Regions from separate parts of the Sus scrofa genome. Here region 2 is linked to region 1. Evidence: chromatin contacts called from public HiChIP or PLAC-seq data. All regions are on one chromosome and are shown on one strand. The core of a region is the stretch at or near the end of the contact, and the rest is flanking DNA. Distances in the headings are between cores, read along the strand shown.

Evidence for each region. HiChIP or PLAC-seq counts read pairs in DNA pulled down with a chosen protein or histone mark.
Region 2: an H3K27ac HiChIP or PLAC-seq map of skeletal muscle shows a contact between it and region 1. The contact joins the promoter of TCEA3 here to the promoter of HNRNPR in region 1. A contact is called at or near these places in 3 of 47 Hi-C or Micro-C datasets (embryonic fibroblasts, retroperitoneal adipose tissue and skeletal muscle) and 1 of 2 datasets of contacts at active chromatin or transcription factors (skeletal muscle).

What each region holds. Positions count from the first base shown.
Region 1 is chr6:81,237,390-81,242,125 of Sscrofa11.1, reverse strand. HNRNPR (heterogeneous nuclear ribonucleoprotein R) reads left to right here and starts at 2,303. Exons shown (of 11, transcript XM_021095513.1): 1 at 2,303-2,863.
Region 2 is chr6:81,302,340-81,307,075 of Sscrofa11.1, reverse strand. TCEA3 (transcription elongation factor A protein 3) reads left to right here and starts at 2,174. Exons shown (of 11, transcript XM_021095523.1): 1 at 2,174-2,666. The coding sequence starts at 2,598.

The DNA of each region.
Region 1 (4,736 bases), core at 1,054-3,553:
TCTTACTTCACCTGTGTGGCTTTAAGCAAATGTTTTAACCTCTCTGAGCCTTGTTTTCTCAATAAAATGGGATAAAAAAATTACTAGCCTTTAAGGTTTTATGCAAGGATCAGCAACAGCACATAGGAGCTTAATAAATGACAGTGATTATTGTTTAAAACATTGTGTCACTAAGGTGGAAAAAACCCCTTTCTTTCCATTTTATATTTATTTATTTATATTTTGATTTTTAGGACCACACGTGCGGTATATGGAAGTTCCCAGGCTAGGGGTTGAATTCCAAGCTGCAGCTGCCAGCCTATGGCATAGCCACAGCAATGGTGGATCTGAGCTGTGTCTTTGACCTATACCACAGCTCATGGCAACACCGGATCCTTCACCAACCAAGTGAGGCCAGGGATCAAACCCGAGTCCTCATGGATAGTAGTCGGGTTCGTTACCACTGAGCCACAACAGGAACTCTGCTCAGCAGGTTAGGAAACTGACAAAGTGTCTGTGAGGATGTGGGTTTGATCCCTGGCCTTGCTCAGTGGGTTAAGGATCCAGTGTTGCCGTAAGTTTCCCCCACTTGCCATAGGTTGCAGATGTGGCTCAGATCTGGTGTTGCTCTGGCTGTGGCGTAGTATGGCAGCTGCAGCTGCAATTAGACCCCTAGCCCAGGAACTTCCATATGCTGCAGGTTTGGCCCTAAAAAAGAAAAGGAAAAAAAAAAAAAAAAAAGAATCACTTTAATTACAGTATCCAGCTGAGGGGTTCTTATCCTATGTTAAACTGACCTAAGGGAGTCTCTGAATGGAATTTGTTGGTCCCTCAATTTGGAAGGAAAAAAAATAACATCTTTATTTTCACTTTCTACTGAAATTAAGCATTCTTCCCCATTGTGGATGTGGACAACAAACCACAGAATTAGCTGTGTCTTTCACTGTCACTAATAGGAATCACAGACATTTTCATATCACATTATAGTTATGGCATTTCTTGAAATATCTTCTCATTGCTTTAAAATTTCAGTAGCTGTTTGACCTGCTGCAAGATCTTGATAAAGATTACTATATCACATATCTCCTAATTGTATTTCAACATAGTGTCTTTGATAATGCTACATATTTTAGGCATTAAAACACCTAAAAGAGGAATTCCCGTCGTGGCGCAGTGGTTAACAAACCTGACTAGGAACCATGAGATTGCGGGTTCAATCTCTGGCCTCACTCAGTGGGTTAAGGATCTGGCGTTACCATGAGCTGTGGTGTAGGCTGCAGACGTGGCTCAGATATGGCGTTGCTGTGGCTGTGGTGTAGGCCGACGGCTACAACTCTGATTGGACCCCTAGCATGGGAAGCTCCATATGCCGCGGGAAGTGGCCCTAGAAAAGGCAAAAAAGACAAAAAATAAACAAACCCTAAGAGGTCCATAGCTTATACCAGACTGTTGAATGGCACAAAACAGATTAAGAACCCTTGAGTTAGAGGGAGATTTATCTGAAGCTAATAAAGTTTAAGCTTCAAAGTCCCTTTACCATGCTCTTCCAAGACACTTCTAAATTTGTACTCATCATTTAAGATATTTTTAAGGATCCCATCATTTGTATAAGTCTCACACCCCTCAACACAAAAGTTGGATCCACCGTGATGTTTAGCTCAGTACTGGGCACATAGGTTTTGAGTAAATAATTTTTGGTTGATAGCTTCTGGAAAATCTAATGGTCCTCGAAGTGTATATGGAAGTCTTGCGGAACACTGCTTGACTTCCTCCACTCCGGCGCGGAGGGGAAGGGTGGGGTGTTGGAAGTTGAGGTAGGGAAGGAAGGGATGTGGGATTAGAGGTTTGGATTAAGGCGAGGACGAGGAACAAACCAGTAGGTGTGGAGGGTGAGAAATGTTTCAGAATAACGGAAATTAGTCTCCTTTGGGAATTAGCTCTTTTCCTGGCACGGCTCTTTGGGGTTCGTGATGTATACGTCTGTCCTGCTTTCTGAATATTAATTAGCGTCAAACCCCGCGAAGAAAGGTCCCTGCTCTGTCATTTGTACTTAACTGCTTCTGAGTAATGCCCACTTTAGCGATTTCTCCCACATTCTGATCTGCTCCCAAGGATGTGTGGAAGGCAGCCGAGGAAGCCGTTTTCTGAGCGTTCCAAGGGATGATTTTCTACACGAAAAGATTCTCGGAAAAAAACGGGCGAGCCAAATCCTTAGATCGTGCTCTAATTAAAGTCCCAAAGACGACCTAGAGGAAGGCCGGACCGCGTGGCGGTGGGCGTGTCTGGGGCGAACGCCCGCGGCGGCCGCGGCGGCGGCACGCGGGGGAATCACCAGCGCTGCGGCAGCGGCGAAGCGGCGGGAAGGCCGCGGCCCGCCAGGGCCGGCGCGGACGGCAGGGGGCGGGATTCCGGAGGCGGCCACGCGGCGCGAGGCCTACTTTTTCGGCTTCGCGTCTGCAGCAGACGAGGAGGGCGGGGCCTCGGCCACCCTGGGCCCGGTGCCCCGCAGCCTCGCCTCCACCCGGGGCTTCACGATAGACCCCTTTGTGTTCCTACCCCCGCCCCGGAGGCGCCCCAGCCGGCGGCGCTGAGTTCCCTCATTGGCTCAGCCTACGGCTTCATCGATTGGCTCCCGAGCGTCCGGAGTAGTGAGCCTCTTCTCACTACTATTGGTCCTCTGAGCTGTCCCTTAGGCTGCCGCGCGAGGTGATTGCCCGGCCGCTCCGAGTCCCTGGAAGCAGTTCCGGGAAACCCCGCGTGCTGCCGGGATCGCGTCTCGGTCCATGAGGGGGGGAGGGGGTGGCGCGCGCGCCATTTCTAGTCGTTTTCAAAGCGCCTCGCGCTGATTCTCACGGGCCCGGCCGCCGGCCCCAGATCTGTCCTGGTGAGTCTCGCGCCGGCCCGCGGGGGGAGGGGCCGGGAGCCCCGATCCGACCCTAGTGGGCCTGGCCGGGGCTCCGCACCGCGTCCCGTTTGGTTTTCTCCGAGGCCCCGGGGTGGGGGTGGGGATGGGCTGGGGGCGGCTTTGGCCTCTCCCGCCGCACCGCTGAGGGCCTAGCCCCGCTGAGGCGCCTCCTCACCCTCGCTCATCCTCCCCCCGCCCCTCCAACCCCTAGCCCTCGGTCCGGCCCACCGGGCGCCCTTCGCGCGGCCTGCCGGGTCGGTCGCGCTTTTCCCGCCTCCGCCTGTCGCTCCTCGCGGCCGGGTTGGGCCGGGCCGGACCAGCGGCCTGAGGCGTCCACGGCACCATCGCCTTTCCCCGTCGGAGCCTCCAAGCTCCTGTCTCAGTCGGCCTAGCTATGAGTGGGATGTGTTGATGCTTGGGACAGGCATGAGTGGGGGTGGGTGGGCAGAGGGCGGGATGCAAACCCCGAGTGACCTGAGCCGGGAGAAAACTTTTGTGCGAAGCAGAGGCCGAAAGGCGGGTATGTGTAGAAAGCCTCCTTCCCCTCCCCCATTCTGCATGCTGCGAGTCGAGATTTGAAGGAAAAAATGACTATTAGAGGCCATGAAACTTAGGCTTCGAGCGGCGTCTGAGATACATAATTCCAGGAATGTCACAGGCGCACTAAATTGGAAAGGCGATTCTTTTTTTTCTATGGTAGAAGCCGTATTGCCAGAATTTAAAACTTGAAGCCCTGGGGTTCTTGAAGGGTTCAGTCCTTTTACGCTACCTGTTTGAGATTTTTGCTGTCCTCTGGAGGCTGAATTTATGTCTCATGAGTCAGTCGTAGGATAAGGGCTTGACACTCCTAAGCCGAGTTAACCGTTAGTTTTCATTTCGTTGGTTCTTTAAAAGCCAGTCTCTTAAATGTGAAGAGTTTTCACGAGATGTTCAGAAAAAGTCAGGGAGAGGCTAGTGTCAGACTTCCCCAATGTCCCAGCAGCCCTTATTTAAATTTCTACTTTTTGCAAAACAGTGTAGATCAAATGACTTTAGTCACATTAGTATATTTGCTGCATCCAGAAATATGGTTTGGCTGTGTGGCATTGTATTGACACAAAACAAGAGTTTTAAATGGTCTCATAATGACATAAAAATCTTTTTAAAAATGAGCACATTGTATTTGGCTTGGAGAGAGGTTTTCCTTGACATGAAAGGTTTTATTTTCTGGACTCTAATAGCTGTACTTTTTTTTTTTTTTTTTTTTTTTTTTTTTAAGGTTACAGACTTTTTGAAATTTTCAACCAGTTTCAGAATCACCTTGTAGAGAGCCTTTGCAGTGAATGGTAGACATAAATATTTGTCTTGCGATTAATACACAACTTGTCTTTTTGCTTTACACATACTTAAAAGAAAAAATACCACCTTAACAGATGTTTATTGAACTTTTCTGTTAAAAATTTGCTTTCTTTCCGTGACTAATAGAATTCTCAGATGCAATACTGCAAGGGTTTGTGTTACCGAGAACTTTTGAGTTCTGATGATCTTATGCTCGTATGGGGGGGGAACAACTGTATGTTCATAAAGAGATTTTGGACTTTAGGATGCATCTTTGTAGAAGTAGGTTGTATTAATCAGTAAACGATTTATCTTACACTGTAAGTAGCTTCTTGATCAAAAGTGTGCCAGTTTTGAATGTTTTTGCCAGTCCATCAGAATTTGGGGCTTGTCTTGAGAGACATTTATCTACCCAGAATTTAACCGTGGAGTCTGCATCTGTATAGACATTATTGGGTTACTAAGTCTTAATGATGTTTTGTAATCATAATAAGTCATGATATTTATCTCATTTTCAGAGGGACCCTTTCTGCAT
Region 2 (4,736 bases), core at 925-3,424, 65 kb before region 1:
TGAAGGAGAGTTCCCTGGTGGCTCAGTGAGTTAAGGACCTGGCATTGACACTGCAGTGGTACAGGTCTGATCCCTGGCCTGGGAACTTCCATATGCCATGGGTGTGGCCAAAAATAAATAAATAAATAAAATTAAATAAATATATGAATGAATGAATGTTTCTTCTTATGTTAATACTCTCCTCCTCCTCCCCACAACTCCCACTCAGCACTTCTGCCCAAAATTTAAACTTCATTTCCTCAGAGAACATGACACCCTAACTGGTGCAGGTCTCCTCAAATACGTCTGTAAGTTACCCTCCATTTCTTCCTGACCCTCACCCCAGTTGGGATAGCACAGGATTGATGATGTTTAAGGTTGTTCTTACCCTTAGACTGAGTCCCCCTTGCTGAGATTGGATCTGTCTTGTTTGTTGCTCAGACATTCAGTATGTATTTGTTGAATGAATGAAAAACCTCCCCCTAACTACCTTGGTCCCAGGTCACACAGCAGCAGTTAGAAGTGTTTACCAAAATTTTAGAAATGGAGACCTGATTAAAAAAAACAAAACTGGAGTTCCCGTGGTGGCGCAGTGGTTAACGAATCCAACTAGGAACCATGAGGCTGCGGGTTCGATCCCTGCCCTTGCTCAGTGGGTTAAAGATCCGGCATTGCCGTGAGCTGTGGTGTAGGTCACAGATGCGGCTCGGATCCCGAGTTGCTGTGGCTCTGGCATAGGCTGGTGGCTACGGCTCCGATTGGACCCCTGGCCTGGGAACCTCCATATGCCGCGGGAGCGGCCCAAGAAATGGCAAAAAGACAAAATAAATAAATAAATAAATAAATAATAATAAAAAGTAAAAAATACAAAACTGTTTATTTGGGTTTTGTTAGTACTGCAGCCTGGGAGGCAGACTCAAGAAGAGCTTGAGTTGTGTTCTGCAGGACTACAAAATGGGGGAGACTTAACAGCTGCAAAAACCTCAAGGTTGCAGGTAGTTACACAAGTTGTTTATCAAGAATTACAATTGCAGCTGGCCAGAAGTAAGAGTGCTTGTTAAGTAAAGATTGGTTGGGGTCTGAAATGGTTGCACAGTTCCAATGGGAGACCTTGAGACCATCAGGTTTTGTAGTTGGCAGGTGTCGTTCTGAGTACTCTGGTGGTGTCCTTGGATCTGGTACAGTTCAAAGAAAGTTTTCAGTGATGCGGGGATGTGTCTGAGACCAGATGCTCTCGGCCACTCGACTCCATTTTGGATGCCTGAACTGTGATCACTCCATTTTAATTTCACATTGTCATCAGAAGCCAGAGGCATCTACTCTGTGACAGGGGATGGGGCGCCCTAAGTTTCTCTCAGGAAAGTCTGGAGATTTCACTGAACACCCCAAGCCACAACTCCCCATCCCAAACACTATGGACCACTCTTTATGAACCTCCCCTTCAGGTCCATAAGCACCTCTCACATACACACACACACACACAGATCATTTTCTGTCAAACTCACTTGTTTAGGAAGGGATCTGTGTCTGCTGAGGACACTTGGAAGGTCCTTCCCCAGGAGCACAGATGTGTGTACAGCTTTGAGGGCATAATCCTGTTTCCTCCCTTCCAGAACCAATCCCATTGGAGAGGCAGTGTCCTGACCCTGAATAAATAAAGGGCACCCATGCTCCTGGATCAGTATTTTTCTAAGTTTGGTACACTTAAGAATCTCCCAAGCCCGGAGTTTCCGTTGTGGCGCAGTGGTTAACGAATCTGACTAGGAACTATGAGGTTGCGGGTTCGATCCCTGGCCTTGCTCAGTGGGTTGAGGACGCGGCGTTGCTGTGGCTCTGGTGCAGGCCGGAAGCTTCAGCTCCGATTAGACCCCTAGCCTGGGAACCTCCGTATGCCGCAAGAGCGGCCCTAGAAACGGCAAAAAAAAAAAAAAAAAGAATCTCCCAAGCCTCACCGTGCACTGGTGGGACCTGCAACACCAGCAGAGCTTGTTAGCTGTTCACCAAACTGACGGCAACAGGGCTGGATACATGCAGTGCGCGCCAAAGAGTGAGCCCAGGATCAGACACAACTGGCTTTAGCGATGATGCAAAAATAATGTGATTCGTGTGTACCGAATTGCCTCCACGTGGGCACAGGCACGAACTAGGTCCGCCTGCTTTGAGCTGCAACGGTGCAGAGACTCTGGGGCCCAGAACTCTTCTCAAGGCTCCCGGAGCACCCTCTGGCGCCCTCCTGGCCGCCACAGCCTCTTGTGTCCTGGAACGACGGCCGCCCCACTCGCCAGAGAGTCCTCCTTCCCAAACCTCCCGGGACGGGCTTGAGGTGAAGGGCCGGCTCTCGCAGCCTCGTCCCCCTCTCGGGAGGGCCGACTGGCCGGGGCGATTGCCCGGGCGAGTCCTTGAAGTCTATATTTAGTGCACGCCACCCCTCCCCCACGGTCCGGAGGCCGGCGGCCGAGGGGGGTAGGGGAGAGCCCCGCCCCCGCCCCCGCCGGGCGTGCGTGTCGGGTGTGTTAGCGGCCCGCGCGGGTTGCGCGCCCTCAGCCGTTGCGCCTCAGGCCCCCGAAGCCAGGCTGCCGCCCTTGCGCCCCTCGCCCCGCCGGGCGTCGCGGGCCACCATGGGCCAGGAAGAGGAGCTTCTAAGGATCGCCAGGAAGCTGGAGAAGATGGTGGCCAGGAAGAACACGGTGAGGCGGCAAAGTTCGGGCCACAGCCCCCGCCCCCGGGAGGCGCGGCGCGTGCTCACCCGGGACTCCCGGGGGCGCGTGCTGGCTGGGCGCCCGGGAGGCGCGTGCGGGACTCGGGGACCCGAGGGAGGTGCGGCTGAGGCAGGGCTCAGCGCCCCGTGGGGATTGCTGGCACCTCGGGGTGGGCGTGTGCGTGGGCCGGGGCAGGATCGTGCGGGCCCCGAAGACCGGGCTTGAGCACGTCCGCCGGGACGTGCAGGGTTGGGGCCCCTGGGCAGCTTGTGCAGCGCCCGGTAAAGAGCGAAGAGACGGGGACCTGGAAAAAGACCCAGGGACTCGGCGTGTGCAAAGCCTGGGGAGCGGTGGTGACTTCGGGACGGGAGACCAGGGGGAACAAAATCCTGGGTGACCTGAGAAGGGGCAAAGAAATTTGAGCTGATGAGAGGTGCTGAGCCGCGTCTGTCCCACACCCTGGGAGTGGATCTGGCAAAGAAAAGTGAAGGGGCCTCGTAAACCCCAACCCCACGGTTTGAGGCTCCAGGAGCTGTTCTGTTTGCAACTCTCCCTTTCCTTGGCCGCAGGGTGGGGCCCGGGGAGGCGGGGGCTGAACAGGTGTCGGGCAGCCGCTGCGCCCACGGGACCCGCGGGCGGGGGAAGAGGGACCCGCTAGAGGCCTGTACTGGCGGGAGGGGGAAGCTGGAGGGAGGTTGGGGGGAAATCAGGGCTGGCGGCCCTACCCGCGGATCCCAAAGCGCCCCGTGCCAGGAGCCCAGAGCACGGGCGACTTGAAGTTAATGTTTGATCCTCCGGGTGATCTTTGCCTCAAGCTGGCTGCCGCCGGGTTGCTGAGCCGAGCAAACTTGGCCTTGGGATAGGGAGGGTGGTGGCTCACCAAGAGAGGGAAGATAGGGGAGGATAGCCCAGCAGGTAAGTCCCCCCACTTTGCCCTGTCTCAGGGTCCTCCTCTTCCCACCATCTAAGCCTTTCCAGCACATTCTGTACTCCTCAGAGCTTGGGAAAGGGATGGACCCTAAGGGTGGTTTTGGAGCAGGGAAGTGGTAGGGGTCGCTGGATCCATGGAGTGTCAGGCAGCCCTAGAGTAGACATGGGCAGTAACTAGTTGGTCCATGTAAAGACCAGAGCCTCAGTTTCTTCATCTGTAAGAAGATGAGATTACCTACCTCCTGGGAAGGAATGTCACTGGATTTTTGTCTCTGCTGGTGGCAGTGAGGATGGAAGTGATGTGAAACCCTAGGAAGACAGGGACTGATGCTTGGGAAGGGTGAGAGGATGACACCTGCTTTTGCACAGCCAGAGGAAACTCAGAAACCTGGAAGCTCCTGTTCCGGGATACTCCAAAGTCAGTGAAACTGAGCCCTTTCTCAGCTGGGGGCGCAGAGCCCAGCACAGGTCTCTTGAACCAAATTCCAGCTCAGGTAGACAGATTATCCCAACCCTGCCCCTTGCTGACCCCAGGTTTGAGCCAGGAGATTCTGGACCTTTGTGGGGTGGGAGAGAGAGGGGAGGGGGGAAGCTTAGGAGACCTGAGAAAGACAGCTTGGCTGAGGAGGAGGGCACCTGCCCTGGACTCCCCTCCCTCCTTTAATGGACCTAGACCACCCCTCTAGTTTCCCTCTCTCGCCTCAATTTCCCTCTTCTATGAAGTAGGAAGGGGAAGTGGTGTCCTTTGGTGAGGGTTCCTATGGAAGGTGCCCAGAGCTCCCTCCAGGAAGGATGCAAGTCTGGCCACAGGGTCCTTGTAGCACAGAGCCAGCCTGCAGCCACGTCTGCGCCTGGGTTCTTGGCAGCATCTGGGTGGGCACAGAGCTCTGGGCATGTGACCGAGAAAGGTGGGGCCTGCTCTGGGAGTGAAAGTGGACCTGCCCAGTGGTGGTTAGGGAGAGGAGGACACACTTCCTGTAGTAAGACGGATCTTCCACGTTGCAGCTCAGGCCCGGGGTTTTCTGCCAATTACTGAAGTCCCAGCAACTTAGGGCTTTTGTCTGATGCTGTGAACGCGCACCAACTGTTAACAGCTTCCAACATAGAGCCAAACACCAACCGTCCCAG